Linked DNA regions of Danio rerio: region 2 is linked to region 1. Evidence: chromatin contacts called from public Hi-C data. All regions are on one chromosome and are shown on one strand. Each heading gives the region's core, a stretch centred on a gene start, on an enhancer-like site or on the middle of the called end of the contact. The rest is flanking DNA. Distances are from core to core; before and after follow the strand shown. Region 1 has its middle 16 kb from the start of bola1. Region 2 overlaps LOC101886607.

Region 1 (5,836 bases), core at 827-3,326:
AGTAAAAACATTAGGTTAAATGTTGTATAACTTAAAAAAAATTGTATTTGAAACAACTAATTCTGACTTTATTTCCATATTCTTTTTAGTGTATAGGTTCCCAATACTTCACTCAGCCATCTTTTAACTTGACAGAAATGTACAGTTGAAACCAGAAGTTTAAATATACTGTATAAAAAATGGACATAACCATTAAAAGAAGGTCAGATGTTAATGTGAATAAACTTTTCTCTTTTAGGTAAGTTAGTATTATCACATTTGTTTCTGCTATGCTTAATAGCACAATAACGAGAGAGATATTTGTTGAGAAATTTATAACTTTTCTTGAAAGTCAAGTTTACATACAATAAGATTATTCTGCCTCTGAAAAAGCTCAGATGATGATGTCAAGGTTTTGGAAGATTCTGATTGGCTAATTGCCAACATTTGAGTTAATTGGAGGCACAACTGTAGAATAGTATTTAAGGAAAACCTCAAACACACTGCTTCCTTCTGTGACAACATGTGGAAATCAACAAGCCAGAATCAAGAAAAAAAGCCAGATTACAGTTTGCTAAATTACACTGGGAAAAGAATAATTGTTGGAGACATGTCCTGTGGTCTGATGGAACTAAGATTAAACTGTTTGGCCATAATGACCAGTGTTACATTTGGAGGACAAAGGGGAAAGCTTACAAGCCTAGGAACACCATCCCAACTGTGAAGTATGGGGGCGGCAGCATCATGTTGTGAGGCTGTTTTGCTGCAGGAGGGACTGGTCCTCTTCACAGCATATGGTATCATGAAGTAAGAAGATTATGTAGAAATACATCTCAATGTATTAGAATTATGTAGAAGCAACATCTCAAGCCAGCCAGGAAATTAAAACTTGGCCACAAATGAGTCTTCAAAACGGACCATGACCCTAAGCATACTGCCAAATTAGTTAAAATGTGCTTTAAGGACAACAGAGTGAATGTTTTGGAGTGGCCATCACAAAGCCCTGATCTCAATCCTATAGAAAATTTGTGGGCAGAGTAGAAAAAGCTTGTGCGAGCAAGACAGCCTACAAATCTGACACAGTTACACCAATTCTGTGAGGAGGAATGGGCCAAAATTCCTTCAAACTATTGTGAGAAGCTTGTGGAAGGATACCCAAAACATTTGACCAAAGTTACACAGTTAAAAAGCAAAGCTAAAAAAAAAACCAAGGAAATGAATGTAAAGTTTGACTGTCTAGAAATAATTAAAAAATTCTCAATTTTTTTTCTCATTATTCTGGCATTTAGCAAATTAGGTCTGTTAGGTAATCCTAACAGACCTAAAATAGTAAATGTCTAGTATGATTTACCATCAGACATTTTAAAAAATGGTTATGTTCCTTTTTTAGAGTGTATGTAAACTTCTGGTTTCAACTCTACCTAATTGACAATTGTCTGTGTTTTTTTACTTTGGAAAAAAAAATGCTTTCGGATAGTATACTGTACATGAATAAATTATGGTAGTTTACTGTAAAATAAAATTATATATATATATATATATATATATATATATATATATATATATATATATATATATATATATATATATATATATATATATATATATATATATATATATATATATATATATATATAAATAAGATGTACAAATTTTTCTAATGGTTTACAGCATATTTTTTATAGTAAAATTCTGACATTCACAGCTGCAATGAAATTTTACAGATGATATGTGAAAAGTCTTCACTTGAATGAAACGGGAACAATGTACAGTAGTGTAGATACACAGAACTTTAAATGATCAATCCGATACTGATACCAATCTATAAGGATGGACCTGCTCACTGGTACAGGCCGTCCCAGAGCTGATGTATCCCGATGAGGGTCATGATGTCTGCCAGGGTGGCGTGGTTCACTGGGAAAGGGTCTGGTAGTGCGTCAGAGCCAGGAGAGTGATGGTGCCAGGCCTGGCTGGGATTCGGGATGGTGCGTCGTTCCCGCCAGCATTTGATTTACAGGCTTGTGCTGGATCTGGGCTCCCTGACACCGCTGACCTCTCTAGGTTGAGGGTCAATAGGTTAGAGATGGGAGCACCAAATGGTCGTCTGAAAAAGCTCCTATAGGGAGCGGCGTCTCTGTGGAATAGTCGTCTGCACCGTTCCTCCGTCTGACACACTGTTTGTGTACTGCGGGGGGTGACATGCTCACCATTTGCTGGGAAAACTTGCTGTAGTCCATGGCTCTCAAAGATATTGTTCGCTCAAAAATGAACTCTCACTTGACAATTAAATCCTCTGCAGTTCTGTATTTGGTGAGACTGAAGAAAAAGGACAAAACGAGTGTTTATTAGTCTTTTCCACAAATAAACGAACAGATCATTACAAAATTGAAAATTAAGTCATTTGCTTTACCACAAGTACCTCGACTTCATAGTACATACTTTGTATGTCAGCGGCAACCAACCCATGTAGATATATGGCAATATATGCAAATCACATATTTAACATATAAGGTAATGTTTGGATTTACATATATTAAAATATATGTCTATACATGCGATCTAAATTTTAAAATATTGCAAGCATGGCCATTTGTACAGTTGAAGTCAGAGTTATTGAATTATTGAATTTGTTTTTTTTTTTGTCTAAGATTTTGCAAGGGGTTTTAATAATTTCGGGCTTGACTGGTTGTATATAAATGTATGTATGTATGTATGCATATATATATATATATATATATATATATATATATATATATATATATATATATATATATATATATATATATATATAATTTACTATTAAAATTACAAGTATGTATATGTTCATATGTGGCCATATATCAGATTTCCATGCGGGAATTTCCAACATTTTTCAAAATGTCTTCTTTAGTGTTCAGTAGAAAAAAGAGGGTTAGTGCATTTTTATTTTGGGTGTGAAAGTAATTAAAATTTTTAGAATGTAAATGTAAATAAATTTAAATAATGTCAATTAAAATTTTTTTAATGTTAATTACTATTCAAAACCCTGATTTTTAGACTCTTTTGCTCATCAAAGCTGCTTTTATTTATTTGAAAATATAGAAGAATAAAATATTAGAGAAAAAATAACAATTTCTTTTTTAATATTTGTAAAAGTGTCTATTTCTTTAATTTAAAGATGATTTTTTAGCATTTTTATTCCAGTCTACCTTCAAGCATGGCTGTAATATGCAGTTTTTCCACTCAAAAACAACAAAAAAGTCAAAATAAAAAAAAAATGTATATTTAAATATATTTAATTATGATTACAAATATGCTAAATAAATTAAGGGCGACACGGTGACTCAGTAGGTAACACTGTCCTCTCACTGCAAGAAGGTCGCTGGTTTGAGTCCCGGCTGGGTCAGTTGGCATTTCTGTGTGGAGTTTGCATGTTCTCTCAATGTTGGCGTGAGTTTCCTCTGGGTTTACTGGTTCCCCCCACAGTCCAAAGACATGTACTATAGGTAAATTGAATAAGCTAAATTGTCCGTAGCGTATGTGTGTGAAGGCAAGAGTTTGCATTGTCTGCATAGAACATATGCTGGATAAGTTGGAGGTTCATTCCGCTGTGGCGACCCATGATTAATAAAAGGACTATGCCAAAAAGAAAAAAAATGAATTAATAATTTCAGAAATTTAAGTAAATCTAAATTTTTATGTAAATTATTATTTTAAACCCTGAACTTTAGACTCATTTGCTCATCAACACTGCTTTTATTTGTTTGAAAATATAGAAGATTAAAATATTAGATGTTGTGAAATATTATTACATTAAAAAAAACTGTTTCAATAATTGTAAAAGTGTCATTATTTCTTTAATTCAAAGATAAATTTTCAGCATTTTTACTCCAGTTCTTAAACATTGTTATAATATGCAGTTTTTCCAACTCAAAACAGTAAAAAACACATATGTAAATATTAAACTTCAACTATTATAATTTCAAATGTGCTAAATATATCAAGGGCGACATGCTCGCACATTGGTGAGCACTGTCGCCTCACAGGAAAAAGGTCGCTGTTCTGAGTTCCAGCTGGGCCATTTGGTATTTCTTTGTGGCATTTGCATGTTCTGCCCGTGTTTGTGTTGGTTTCCTCCGGGTGCTCCGGTTTCCTCCACAGTTCAAAGACATGTGCTATAGGTGAACTGAATAAATTAAATTGACCGTAGTGTATGTGTGTCAATGTGAGAGTGTATTGGTGTTTCCCAGTACTGGGTTGCATTTGGAAGCACATACGCTGCATAAAATATATGCTTGAAATAGAGAATTAGCCGAAGGAAAGTTAATGAATAATGCTTTTTATACTAGTGAAAAATCTCAGTGAATATATTTTTATTTGTGTTGTTTGTGTTGGTTGGATGGTTAAATCCCTCAGAGTATTAACAAATCTCTCAATGATTTCAGATTTGAGCCATTCATTTTTTTAATTTTTAGAGCTGGACTCTTTCAATCATCATCCGCTTCCTCAAGTTTGTGTTTCACAGAAGACCCCTAGCTGCACCAACATAAGGGTGAGTAAACAATGACACTTTTTTTCATTCAATTATTCCATAAGACTTCATTTTGATGGTCCCTATTGCACATTTTGTTGACATTGCAACTACATGCCAATTTATTCTCATTTGAGTATTAGTACACTGTCTGCTTAAAGGGCACATAGTTTACCCCTTTTTTAGATTAAATATTAATATTATGGTTCTTCTGTGTGTGCCAGTTTAGGTTCAGTTCAGTTATTTATTATTATAACGTGTTAAAAAGTGTCATGTTGGGGGCATGTACACAGCTTTTTAGGGGTGTGTTGTTTTACCTGAAAATTAGTTTCAACTGCCCGCCCAACGTAACAAGAGGGCGGAACCAAGAAGCAACAGACAGGCAGACAGAGAGAAGCAGCGTGAGTGAGAGGTCCAGCATTCAGCCGTACATGTACGCCTCGGACACAGACCAAGCAGAGAGTACAAAATCATTTGTGTCTTTGTATAGTTTTACATCCAACTGTTTGCTAGTTTGAAGTTCCGAGCTTGTACACCGAGATAACCACGCACACTGGATTAACTTTGACTGAGGTACCGGATGCGCAGCTCAGAGCCGCACACGGCACACCAGACACACACATTAACATGTCATTTAAAATTAAAACTATTCAGATGGTGCTCTGTGGCGCGGCAGAAATATGAGGGGTCCCGAATCGTGGCTGTGCGCTGCGGACAGCCGCCGATTTCAAGCGTTGTTGTGTGTACCCAGTGTAAACTTGCATGCAGGTCGCACACCAGAAGCCCCGCTCGGCGTCGCACCACGAATCGACATGCATTTTAGAATTCTACACATAGGTTTCTATCAGGATATACACAACGGCGCTTCAAGTCGCCGGCTGTCGGAAGTGCTGTTGTGTGTACCCTGATAGAAACCTATGTGTAGAATTCCGAAATGCATGGCACGACGCTGCGCATCGCTGAGCTTCTGATGTGCGACCTGCAGGCAAGTTGTTTGAGGGCCATGCACGTGAGGCAACTTGCTCGCACTTTCCAGCTGCACCTATAGTTAAGATCAAAGTGAGGTTCAGTGATCGTGAGAAATGCAAACAGCTGAAATTTAAGGTAAGACGCAATGAAAAGTACACATGTTTGCAAACCTACCAAAAGTTACAAACAATAATTCTGATTAGAGCGATCATGTGGTGAATGCTGATCTTGTGTTAAGCCCAATGAGCCTTACATCTAAAAACAGCGCAAGGGTGTTCCTTTAGTGACATCACTTTGACTCGCACTGAAAATGGCGGACGTGAAACAACAAACTGAGGATATGGTGATACGCGCCTGTTAATCAATATTGGTGGGCGG
Region 2 (5,768 bases), core at 619-3,118, 160 kb after region 1:
GTGAGTCAGTTGTTTACTGGGGACTCACTCTGACCGGATCAATTGAAAGAGTCAGTTGTTAACTGGGGACTCACTCTGACCGAATCGATTGAAAGAGTCAGTTGTTTACTTGGGACTCACTCTGACCGGATCACATAAAAGAGTCAGTTGTTAACTGGGGACTCACTCTGACCGATTCAGTTGAAGAGTCAGTTGTTAACTGGGAATTCACTCTGACCGAATCAATTGAAAGAATCAGTTGTTAACTGGGGATTCACTCTGACCGAATCATTTGAAAGAGTCAGTTGTTAACTGGGGACTCACTCTGACCGAATCAATTGACAGAGTCAGTTGTTAACTAGGGACTCAGTCTGACCGAATCAATTGACAGAGTCAGTAGTTAACTGGGGACTCACTCTGGCCGAATCAATTGACAGAGTCAGTTGTTAACAGGGGACTCACTCTGACCGAATCAATTGACAGAGTCTGTTGTTAACTGAGGACTCACTTTGACCGAATCAATTGACAGAGTCAGTTGTTAACTGGGGACTCACTCTGACCGAATCGATTGAAAGAGTCAGTTGTTTACTGGGGACTCACTCTGACCGGATCAATTAAAAGAGTCAGTTGTTAACTGGGGACTCACTTTTGACCGAATCAATTGAAAGAGTCAGTTGTTAAATGGGGACTCACTCTGACCTATTAACTAGGGACTAAAGCCTGATTTATACTTCTGCGTCGAGTGATCGGCATGAACGATGGTGCCTGCCGTCAGCATCGGCGATGACTAGGTGAAGGCTATGCGTCCATGCGCAGGCTGTGCCAGAGCATATGCATGAGCTTGACGCAGAAGCATAAATCAGCCTTCACTCTAACCGGATGAATTGAAAGAGTCAGTTGTTAACTGGGGACTCACTCTGACCAAATCATTTCGAAAAGCCAGTTGTTAACTGGAGACTCACTCTGACCAAATCATTCAAAAGAGTCAGTTGTTAACCAGGGAACTCAATCTAACCATTTGAATCAATGAGTTTATGTGTCTAAAGTAGAACACAGTCTAGGACTAGATATTTTGAATCAGTGAATCATTCATTGGAGACTCCGTCTGATGAGATCATTTAAATCAGTGAACCCGTTAACTAGACATGCTCAAACCGGATTATTTGATTCAGTGAGTCATTAACTAAAATAAAAGAATAAAATAACTTTGACTTTAATTATTTGACTTTAAAAATATTAATAGCAATATTTTTTCTAATATTTCTAATAATATTTCTAATTTTGATATTAGCATTTTATTGAGAATGTAAATTCATTCATTCATTTTGATTCGCCTTTATTCATCATGGGTCGCCACAGCAGAATTAACCACTAACTTATCCAGCAGTTTTACACAGCGGATGTCCTTCCAGCTGCAACTCAGTACTGGGAAACACCCATACACACTCATTCACATACACTAGGGCCAATTTAGATTATTCAATTTACCTATAGCACATGTCTTTGGACTGTGGGGGAAACTGGAACACCTGGAGGAAACCCACAAGGGGAGAACAACCAAACTCCACACAGAAATACCAAATGGCCCGGCCGAGGTTCAAACCAGCGACCTTCTTACTGTGAAGTGACCGTGTTTTCCTAAAATAATAATTATATTAACTCAAAAAAAAAACTGAAAAAAGAAAGAAGGAAACTCCCACAGGTCTGGAATGACTTCGGCTGAGTAACTGATTTCGAGTGAACTACTCCAAGTCCTGGACGTGATGCGATTGGACAGGACAGGACTGTGAGCAGCTACTGTTCAGCAATCCAAGGAATATCCTCCTCACTTTACAGCTGCGGGGATTAAAGGGCCTTCCTGTCCCATGACTGACCTTAAAAGCCCATCCAGATGTCCGGCAGCCCTCGAGACAAAGAACTCAGGTGACAGGTCTTATCTTGAGGGCACTTGAGCTCCTCTTCTTTTAAGTGTGCCGTCATCCCCGCAAAATGCCTTTTCAATTATTGGCCAAGTTTCTCGCTCTCTTGTCTGCAAACAGCGTAATTGTCCAGGAGAGAGCATTATGCATTCAGAACGGCTTCAGAGGTTTTTCTGGGGTTAAAAGTGACACGTCTCTGAATATTAGATAAAGGGAAAGGCCACACAAATGGAACCTCAAAGAGTGGTTAATGCTCATGAAGAGATTGGAGGATTAGATGCTCCTCTGGGTCTGACTTAATGCTGAGCTCATAGTATAGAGGACGCAGGAGATGAATATGCAGAAACAAATCTGCAGAAGCTGAATTTTTTTTTAAAAAGTTTAGTTTAAGGAGGAATTTAAGCAAGTCTGATCAGTGAAAATAAACATGTATTTTTTTAAACAAATATCACTGACACCAAACATTTTAACATTCCTTAATTTCAGCATTATTTTACACTTAACAGAAATGAAGTTTGCTGCTTGTTTAAACAACTTATTTAAAATGAGTTGAAACAACTCAATTATTAAGTTTTTTAAGGGGCCAACTTAATTATTACAATTAGCTTAAGTTTGTTTTTAAGTTAAAGTTTATTTGTTTTTAATTGTACAAATGTTTAGTTTTAAGGGTTTTTATTTTAGTTCATTTAAATTAACTAAAATTTAATTCATTTTCTTGTCGGCTTAGTCCCTTTATTAATCCGGGGTCGCCACAGCGGAATGAAGCGCCAACTTATCCAGCAAGTTTTTTTACGCAGCGGATGCCTTTCCAGCCGCAACCCATCTCAGGGAAACATCCACACACACACACACACATTCACACACACACTCATACACTACGGACAATTTAGCCTACCCAATTTACCTGTACCGCATGTCTTTGGACTGTGGGGGAAACCGGAACACCCAGAGGAAACCCATGTGAAGGCAGGGAGAACATGCAAACTCCACACAGAAACGCCAACTGAGCCGAGGTTTGAACCAGCTACCCAGCGACCTTCTTGCTGTGAGGCGACAGCACTACCCAGGCTGCACTGCCTTGCCCTGAACTAAAATTTAATTCAAACAACTTATTTAAAATGAGTTGAAACAACACAATTCTTAGAATTTTTTGGAGACAATTTCCTTATTTTATGTTCAATCCACTTAAATTTGTAAAAACAATAAAGTTAACTTAAACGATTTGTGTTGGGACAACATGAAGGAATTGTATGGAACCCAGCATTTTTTACAGTGTACACAGGAAAAAGCGATTACTAAAATAAGTGAGTAAACCCATTGCCTTAAAAATGACAGGTTGATTTTACTTTAAAAAAATAAGAATTTTTCTTTTAACTTAGAGCTGTTAAGTTCACTTAACTTAATGTTTATAATTACGCACGTAGTTCATTTACTTAATTGTTTGGAGGCCGTGAGTTTAATCACTTTTTCAACTAATAGTGTTTCAGTGTAGTATCATTGATGTTCTATTGTAGTTTCTTTATTCGTTTAAATTCATTTTATTTTTATACTTTCAGTTTTCATATTAACTGAGTTTTAGTAATTGTTTTGTTTTTGTCATTTTTGTTAGTTTTTGTTTGCTTGAATAGAATTTTAATCTTAGTCTTTTCAAAACATCAAGTTATTCTGAATGAACATGGGAAATATTTCATTGGAAATTAAAAGTGTATAATAATCTAAGATTTTATGTTATTTATTTCACTTAAAATGTATTTAATGCAAGTATGAATGTTTATTTGTTTTAATCGTTTCATAAACTGTGGTTTATATTTAGTTTTATTTTATTATTTAAAAATTTTAAAACGCCAATAACCATCAATAGAAACAGAAAAAGCTAAATTACAATTAGCTTAAGTTTGTTTTTAAGTTAAAGTTTATTTTTTTAATTTTACAAATGTTTAGTTTTAAGGTTTTTTATTTTAGTTAATTTACTTAAACATTTTAGACTTCTGCTGCTTGTTCAAACAACTTATTTAAAATGAGTTGAAACAACACAAATCTTAAATTTTTTGGAGACAGACAACTTCAATTTTTTTACGTTCAATCCACTTAAATTTGTAAAAACAATGAAGTTAACTTAAACGATTTGTGTTGGGACAACATGAAGGAATTGAATGGAACCGAGCATTAGCAGTGTACACTGGAAAAACCCATTACCATTGCCTTAAAAACGACAAGTTGATTAGAAGTTAAAAAAATGTAAGCATTTCTGTTTTAACTTAGAGCTGTTAAGTTTACTTAACTTAATATTTATGTAACTTAGGACTTATTCTTTTTTATTGAAAAGTAAACAGAAAATCCATCTCTAAATACATTAAGACAGTGAGAATAATCCCAGTCAATGTCATACAGACGTTTTGAAAAACACATTTACTAATCAAAATAGTCTGATTATTGGTTTAATTTACGTAATGTTGTCATCAAATATCGCAATTACAAACAGTTTTGCGCTGCCATTTTAAAACACAATGAGTTGACTCAACACTGTAAACGTTACTGTAGATCTCCTCATCCCACATATACTGTACTTTATCTCCAAGCTCCCAAATTCCCCTTGCTCCTCTTCTTCCTTTCTCAATATAAGGCTGTCAGAGTTTTTTAGTGTCTTTTGGTGAAAATATTTTATTATTTTTAATTAACATAACAAACAGGCCACATACAGTTACCTCTTTTCTTTTTTTTAAATGAGCCATCAATAATGCTCAATTAAACATTTTTTGTATTTTTGGTGTAAATTTATAAGAACACATCACAGAACAAATGAAAACCATCATCAAAAGTCCTCAAGTGAACCGAAAATACAACCCAGAATACATTAAAACAGTGAGGATAATCACAATGTCAACCACAAGGTTTTAAAACACATTTACTGATCAAAGTAGTCTGTTTTAGTTAATAAAACAGTAAATTTACTGTTTAACTGTAATGTGGTCATATCAAATATCACAAGTACTGTTTAAACAGTTTTGCGTGGCCACTTTAAAGCAAAATGAGTTGACATGACACTGTAAAAGTTACTGTAGATCTCCTCATCCCGCATATACAGTATCTCTAAACTCCCAAATTCCCCTCGTTCAGTTCATAACATCATTCAACCCCTCCATTTCTCCTCGCTCCTCTTCTTCCTTTCTCAGCCCTTTCTCCTTTTTTTTTTGTCTTTTTGTGCAAATATTTAGTTAAAAAATATATATTAACATAACAACTAAGCCATATAGTTTACTCTTTTCTTTTGCTAAATGAGCTATCAATTTTGCTAAATTAAACATTTTGTTGTATTTTTGGTGTAAATTTTCATACAGACGTTTTGAACAATACATTTACTAATCAAAATAGTCTGATTATCGGTTTAATTTATGTAATGTTGTCATATCGAATATCACAATACTGCACTGTAAAAAAAATAAATTAATTAAAAACTGAATTTTACGGTTTATTTTCGGCAGCTGGGATGCTGGAATTTTTTTTTAAAATAGCGGCCTTTAAATTAAAGAAATTTACTGTAAAATAATGGACAGTAAATTACAGAAATTGACAAATTAAAATTTCTGGTAAATTTCTGTAATTCAATCTCTGTTACTTTACAGTAAATGTCTGTAATTTAACGGCCGTTATTTTACGGTTTATATCCGGCACCCCAGCTGCGGGAAATAAAACGTAAAACTACAGATTTTTTTTTACAGTGTGTTTAAACAGTTTTGTGCCGCTACTTTAAAACACAATGAGTTTACTCAACACTGTAAAAGTTACTGTAGATCTCATCATCCCATATATACTGTACTAAATCTCTAAGCTCCCAAAATTCCCCTCCCTCATCTTCTTCTTTTCTCAATA

What was found. Hi-C and Micro-C count contacts between places; a contact is called where the count stands out from the background.
Region 2: a contact with region 1 is called in a Hi-C map of embryo, with 4 times the contacts expected there. The contact joins two enhancer-like sites. A contact is called at or near these places in 4 of 18 Hi-C or Micro-C datasets (embryo, fibroblasts and an unstated tissue).

What each region holds. Positions count from the first base shown.
Region 1 is chr16:50,688,600-50,694,435 of GRCz12tu, forward strand. It overlaps a transcript of bola1 not described here. Among named protein-coding and RNA genes, the nearest start is that of bola1, 16 kb to the left of the region's middle. Within about 2 kb of position 2,077, at least 14 of the 62 cell types and tissues checked have an H3K27ac peak or open chromatin away from gene starts, as enhancers often do.
Region 2 is chr16:50,852,918-50,858,685 of GRCz12tu, forward strand. All of the region lies in intron 6 of LOC101886607, which reads right to left. Among named protein-coding and RNA genes, the nearest start is that of rpz, 17 kb to the right of the region's middle. Within about 2 kb of position 1,869, at least 5 of the 62 cell types and tissues checked have an H3K27ac peak or open chromatin away from gene starts, as enhancers often do.